Linked DNA regions of Arachis hypogaea: region 2 is linked to region 1. The links are chromatin contacts, called in public Hi-C maps. All regions are on one chromosome and are shown on one strand. Each heading gives the region's core, a stretch centred on a gene start, on an enhancer-like site or on the middle of the called end of the contact. The rest is flanking DNA. Distances are from core to core; before and after follow the strand shown.

The links. A called contact is a pair of places that touch in the nucleus more often than the background predicts.
Region 2: a contact with region 1 is called in a Hi-C map of leaf, with 2.9 times the contacts expected there. The contact joins the enhancer-like site here to the promoter of LOC112749859 in region 1. A contact is called at or near these places in 2 of 8 Hi-C or Micro-C datasets (both in leaf).

Annotation. Positions count from the first base shown.
Region 1 is chr15:19,698,188-19,701,935 of arahy.Tifrunner.gnm2.J5K5, forward strand. It overlaps LOC112749859 (small ribosomal subunit protein eS1), which reads right to left and starts at 1,538. Exons shown (of 6, transcript XM_025798278.3): 1 at 1,343-1,538; 2 at 1,150-1,255; 3 at 675-812; 4 at 404-589; 5 at 1-98. The coding sequence starts at 1,401.
Region 2 is chr15:19,840,328-19,844,111 of arahy.Tifrunner.gnm2.J5K5, forward strand. No RefSeq gene overlaps it. Among protein-coding and RNA genes, the nearest start is that of LOC112749863, 7.8 kb to the left of the region's middle. Within about 2 kb of position 2,079, at least 1 of the 3 cell types and tissues checked has open chromatin away from gene starts, as enhancers often do.

The sequences.
Region 1 (3,748 bases), core at 288-2,787:
TCTTTACCAATCATTTCTGGGATGAACTTACGGACCAACTCCTTGAGATCACAGGATGTCGCCTGGTTGGTCATGATCTCCCTCATCTTCCTACGAATCTGAGGAGACAAATAAGGGCACACATTAGTAATATGCAAAACTATGTTCATATAAATGTTATAATCCCCCAAATCCATCAAAAGGCCCAAATGAATTATCAAATTTGGTTAACAATTTGAGGTTATAGCAATAATTCAAATACTATGTCCCAACAAATTACTACTAAAGAAAAAACTGTCTAATACACACCAGTTAAACTCCTATTAATATTATCTTCAATAACTCATAAAAGTGGATTGTAATTAAATAGCAAAAACATTTCAAATTCAACACAGAACAAACATAGCTTAATCAGTTAACACACCTGACGGATCTGACTTGATTGCGCGTAGCATGTTCTTTTCATTTGGTTAAACCGTCTCTTGGTAAACCCAATACAGAACATCCTCAAGGTATAATTATCTGTGGTCTTCACGTCCACATGTGATTCAATCAAAGTTTGCCATTTTTTAACAAGTGACCTCAGCTTGTCAGTAGTAAAATCCATTCCCTGCAGATTAAAGGAAAAGTTTCAATCAGTTTACAGCCATACAAGATAATAAATAGATTAAAGGAGGTTAAGCAATAAAACATACCCAGAAATTTGTGAGCACATTCCTTCCTTGTACATCTTCTGCTCTCAGCCTAATCTTCCTGAAGGCGTGGTCCTCATCCCCTTGAAGATCAGCAAGTGAGACCTCAAACACTCTATGTTTGAGTCCTTCAGAGGCAATCTATCATTTATAGAAACATTCGCACAACCATCAAAATATGAACAGCATAAGTACTAATAGATTGACCTTTCAACTACTAACACCCTAAATTAAAAAATATTCTAGCAGACGGCAAAGCGCAGTAAAATTATTCCAAGGCTTCACAAGCAGAGTAATGCTACAGTATATCCGTACATAAAACAATGGATCCAACTATCCAACTGAACAATCATTCAACAATAGAGAAAAAAAATTTACACGTCTAAACTACTAATTTCCATGTGTGAATGAATATAAAGAGGATTACAAATTAAATCTAAAATGAAGGTAAATAAAAGAAAAGAGAAAAAACAAAGACCTTCGTGCCCTGAGTACGAGTGACGAGGGTTTTGCCCACATTCTTGACCTGGAAGACGGAAGGAGCCTTGATATCGTACCAATCCTTCTTGGCAAAGGGATCGGCGCTGCAAAACCCATGGAAACAAACAAATTCATATTCAGAAAACTCAAAGATCGTTTAGTAAAGAGAGAGAGGAGAATGGGACACATACGCTTTCTTCTTGCCACCCTTCTTTCCCTTGGAGATGCGCTTGTTTTTTCCGACGGCCATTGTTCTTCAAGTGTAGAGCTTCAATTGCCTCTCTTGCAGTGACGGCCTCAGCAAACCCTACTGGTGGTGCTAGTGTTAGTTCCCCGCTCCAATATATATACCATGGGTATGGGTATGGATATGGGTATGGCCTCTACACATCATGGGCTTGGACCTACTTTTCAAGTTATAAGCACCCCACTTAACTCAACCAGCCTCTGTCCAAAAAGAGAATACTCAACCAGCCGTATAGCCAAAAAAAAAATATTTACGGTAACTATTTTTATAGGACCGATAAAGAAAATAAATCACTCAAGTGACTAAAGTTGGAGCAGCTACTTTCGGAATAACAGAAAGAAAAGTAACGATTAAAGTGGGAGAGTCAGAGTCAAAAAGAAAATTCCTCACTTCTTTCTCTCATTTAAAATCGTGCATGAGACTTTCATCTCATACGCTCTTAAGAGATAAAAAAAAAAGAAGAAGAGGAGGGGGATGGGTTGTTAATTTAATAATAGAATACTCGATTTTTAAGTGCGATTCTATTTTTTACACATTTGTATAAAGTAATTTTTTGTCTATAATTTTAGTAGGGTTTGTAAGACCACAAGTCCACAACTGATCCAGAAAGAAATGAATGAAAAAATGACATGTCGTAAATCCAAATAAATAAATAAAACTCCGATTAGTAATAGATTAGTTTTTGGCTGTCAAGCTCTCGTAGCCCGTAGGAAACTAAAAAAGTAAAAAAAATAAATAAATAAAAAATTTGGTACAAATTCAAGTGAAGTTGATAATTCAGAATCATTAGATAATAATTTAGTCAAACTTATCAAATCATTTAATGATTCTCGACTATTAACTTCACATGAAATTAAGTGCGCCTGAGTTTTTACCAAAAAATTATTATGTGTTATATTTTCTTAGTTGTTACTTATTTTTTATTTATTATTTTAAATATTATATTAATATATATTAAAATATTCTTATAAATAATTATAAATAGACATATATATTTATATGATTATTTTCATTAAAAACTAAATAATAATGTTAAACAAATAATATAATTATATATAAATATTAAGATCATGTATTTTTGGTGACTATATTAAAATCATATATAAGTAATGTTAGCGTAGATAATTCATACATATCTATTAAAAAAATAAAATGTACATTGTATTTATGCGTTGCATATATAAACACTATACAAATCATCAATTCCTTCTTGCATTTCCATTTTTGCTTCCTTAACATTTATGTATTTAATATTTATATAATTCCCTTTGAAAACTCATTTCAGAGTCTTATGTCGCATTGCGGCTAAAAATTTTTAATATGGAGGGAAAATGTGAATTTTTGTTAGAAATGGAGATTTTTAGTATATATACATGTAGGTGAAAATTGAAGATATAGTAAATGTAACGTCAGCATGTATGCAGTGTGGTGGATATGTATCTTAATCAGAAACAATACACTGTTCGTGTTATCTATGTGGCATAAATTCAAGTAACACGCATACATACATGTCAGGCATGTAAGTACACGTATCTTTGCGTGTTGTACATGTGTTAAATGCTGGTTGAAAGGTATTGTAACACATAACCTACGAAGTAAATTTTCTGCTTATAAAAATCGAAATTCGTTATCATTTTACTTCATTGTGAGAGGTGTTTTAGTGCATTGTTGGTGTGATGGAGGACACTGCAAATATAGTGATTTACCACAACAGTGAACTTATACAAAATTCGTATGAAGGAGTGAGCTTTGCGTGTGAGAATACATTTTTGTTTGTGATTTCATGCACTATAACATTCGTGAAATTACAATACGGTCTCAGTCAGATCATAGAGAGCGAGCAACATTCTCTATAGGAGTCCACTTGTTGTATTTGGCAGCTTAATACAATTTAAGATTATGTCGATTATTGACGAAACAAGTATTCAACAGATGTTTCATATTCACCAGAAAATTCAGGTGCAACTCCCAAGGATTGAGTTGTATGTTGAATTTGAACATATAGTCGCGGATAAGATTCAACATGACCCAGATGTGCAAGATGACAGAGCTGAAACATACAAAGAAATGAACAATGATAGCGACGAGGAGTTCGAAGCTACGTACAAAGCCGTGTCAAGGACGAGGACGGTGATGGGGGGTGAGGCAGTCGTGGAAACTTTAGTGGTTTCACCCGCAGTCAGTCAATCGATAGACGTTCCACCTTTTACGCGTAGCTTGGATATTGACACCACGCATGCACTGGAGTTTCCCAAATATGCGAACATAGGTATGTAAGTAGTGGGTAGTATGTTTCCTTAATTTTGTTTTGACGGAACGATGAGCGACAATTTATTTTTTTATAGGGGTT
Region 2 (3,784 bases), core at 829-3,328, 140 kb after region 1:
TTTTTCTTGTAGTGTTTAGCTCAGTTTGAGTAAACAACTTAATTAAGCTACTTTTGAAAAAATAGCTTAAACAATAAATGATTATATTAAAAATAGCTTATAAATAAGTTATTTTATATTTGAATTTTTAGTTCTAAAAGTACTTATTTTATAGAAATGTGATAAAAAGTAGTAGCATTATGAGAGAAGTCATTTTTTTAACTTCTCTATAAGCTCCTAAATAGCTTCTTAGAAAGCTGCAATTTGGTTTTGAAAATTGCACCAGACATTAATACTACTACTTTTCATAAGTCAAAAACTCATAAAAGTTACTTTTAAAGCTTCCCAAACGGGCCACCGTGGCTCCGAATTGACTTCAAATTTGATGTGCAATGTGGGTACGAATATACAGAATTGATTTTTTTTTTTGTTATGCGTTTAATGTGGTTAATTGCTGTTATGAAGTTGTGGAGATTGAACTTAAAGTGGAAAAGCATTAATTTTACAGAAAATTTAGTCCTCATTAGTGAATGTGTTCAACTTTGAAAACTTTATCTAATATGAATGAAGTGATGAAATAAAGGAAGAGTAGATTTTGACCAATTTCTAATCTTGCTCCACACGGTACGATGTGTGTATATTTTCTGCTTCTGTTGACAACAGTTTTAAGCTTTTCATATTGGATGTTTCCGTTTAGAGAGGTACATAGACGAATTGGAATTGGAAGTCATTAAATTTTGCTTTGATATTGGTGTGTGTTATTATTTATGAATTGGAGTTGGATGCGGCATATGTTTGAGATTTTTGTTTTAGCCTTTTTGGTGTGTGATATAGTTGTGTGTTGGTATTTATGATTGATAATGGCAAGTTTTAGTTAGTGTGATATGTGAACTGTGTCAGGCGAATGCGTTTGCAGAATATGTGTACATATGGTTAGGGTGCTGGTATATTTGAACTTGATTATGATCTCCAGAGGTCTCATACTTGATCGATGGACAAAGAGGGCTAAGCAGCTGAGTCATACCAGCGACAGAATATGTGTTGGGGAGATTCCAGACACAGCATACATGAGCATGCATGCGGTAATGTTGGCTGAATGCAAGGAATTGGTGAACTTGTCTTGCCAATTCTTTGAGGACTATTTCGACATGAAAACAAGATTGGCCAAGGAGCGCCAATCCCTGAGAACTTGTCCTACCGATTTTTTGTGACTTCATCAATACTATCTATCTCTTAATGTTCTTTTTCTATGCTACAATCAGCCAAGTGTCCCTCATCTGAGTCATTTCACTGATCAGAGGCATCCACTCCTCTTTGCACACGGCCACATTGAGGTTGAAGCAACCTACACCAGATATAGTAGAAAAAGAATTGGTAGTTTTGGGGTAATTTCTGAAGGGTGGACAAACTTTGCTAGCTTGTGCAACTTCAAGCTCAGAGATGTTGGGGTCTTTGAGGTCCTCTCAATTGAACCGGTCACAATCCTTCAGGTCCGATGCCACTAGGAAGCTGCAAGCTCACGAACATCTATCCTTTTGTAATTAATTAGACGTGCATTAGTTGAATAGAATTTTCCATTAATAATCTTATATAACATGAGGTCTTTACTTAAAAAATTATTAACTTAAGAGTAAATTCAAATTAAAAATTCAAGTCATTCGGGTAACTGCAATTTTAAAAAATACACTAATACGTATAAAGAACTACTAGACTTATAAAAAATGAAATTTATTATCTTTCACCCAAAAGAAAACTTATTGCTTGCCTTTCGTAATTATTTACAATAATTTAACAAAGACCCAGTAATATTTTACATACAATAAACCCCAAAATAATATCATTCTTGAAATCAATCTCATTTATTATTAATTTTTTTTTATGCCTTTCAAGCTTTCCCATAATTTATACATATGAAAAGGTAGAAGATGAAATTTTAGAGGATATGGGTAATGTCATTAGATGGTAGGAAATAATTTTTTTTTTTTTTTTTTTTGGACGTGGATGGTAGGAAATAATTGAGGATGGTCTTTGGGGGTATGGGTTTGTATCAGAGTTGTGTTTGGATGGGTTGTGGATGTGGGCCATGTGGCCAAGTCCAAGTCCAAAAAAAAAAGCTCACCAATACTTTCTACCAAAAAAAAACTGATCATTAAGGAGTTGGTCCCCAGACCATGTTGTACCGATTTGCAATTAGATTCAATATTGGGTCAAATCTAACATTACTAACATGTTCAGTATGGCAGCCATCTCCACCATCCTCCATAAGGAATATTTCTGCAAAGGACCAGATTATTCTTTTCCCACTAAAGATATATCCATGGTAAAAATTAGATGAACATATTTTTGTATGCATTGTTTTAAAACAAGCTAAGGATGTTTATGTTTTCTTTGATTGCTCTGTCTTTCTGAGTTTCTTGGTGGACAATCAAAGACCACGCACGCATATCTATTAGCTCCTGAAATTATTAGATACAATATATCTTCGGAGATAGAAACATTTGGGAAAGGATGAAAAGGATAGGAGTAGGGGGAGATTGTAACTGTACAATGCTCTAATAATTAATGGCTTTCTTTTCAATAATGTTAACATATTGTTAGTATGGCATCACATATATCTAGGGCTGGAATTGAGTCAAGCCAGCTCATGAGCCAGCGCGAGCTCGACTCGTTAACAGCTCGATAAGCTAAATTCGTGAGCTGGTGAGCCAAGCTTGAGCCTGAAATTGAGCTCATAAATTAAATGAGTCGAACTTGAGCTTGGATAAGCTCAGTTCATTAGTTCGTGAGCTGGCTCGATTATATATATATATATATATATATATATATATAACAATCTTAATTATTTAATATTTATATTTATTTTTTACATATAATTTTAATATAGGACATAAATAAAAATTTATAATTTATTAATAGATAAACAATATATAAAATTGATCTTTTCAAATATTTTTAAAAATATATAAATTATAATTTATTGATATAAAATCATAGATTATGTATCTATGTTTCTCTTATTTGAGCCAGCTCGTGAGCTCGAGCCAGCTCATGAGCTTTTGGTGAGCCGAGCTTGAGCTTAAGAAATAAGCTCGATTGTTAATGAGTCGAGCCGTGAGTCAAGCTCAATTTTCGTGAGCCGAGCTTGAGCTTGGTCTAGCTCAGCTCAGCTCGGCTCACTTCCAGCCCTACATATACCTACATAGTGTATGAGTGTGAATTTGTGAAGTGATGGGGCTTTAATTAATACAATTGTGATTAATGAATGGAAATTATTTTTCTTATGGAAAGGGTAATGGTGTTTTGGTTTAATATTGACAATTGGGGTGTTTTGCTAATTTATGGGTCAGATCAACATGCGGGAGAGGTGTTAGTAGAGCGCCATCAGAGCAAGTTAGACTTCGTCGTCGACATGGAGGCTCTCGGAAAACACGGGGGGCGTGCTGAGCAGAGGTGCCAACCAGCTTTTGCAGACTATGTCGTAGACGTGGAGGCTCCATGTCAACACGGGGTAGGCGTGCTGCTCAGAAATTTTATGCAGCTTTCGCAGAGATTTTCGCACGTTTCTGAGGAGTTGCAAAGCCCTATTCAATACGGGAAGGGTGTGTTGCAGTGTCTGCATGTAGGGGACACCTCCTTCCTCCGAGAACAAGCAACACAGGGTTGAAATTCTTTAAATTGAGATCAACCCTCCCTCAGCATTCATTCAGCGAAGGCAACTTAGAAGAAGAGAGTGATTTTAGGGAGGAAGTCTCTCAAGAAGAAGAAGAAGAGAGTTAGTGTTAAAAAAAGAGTAATTTCGTACATA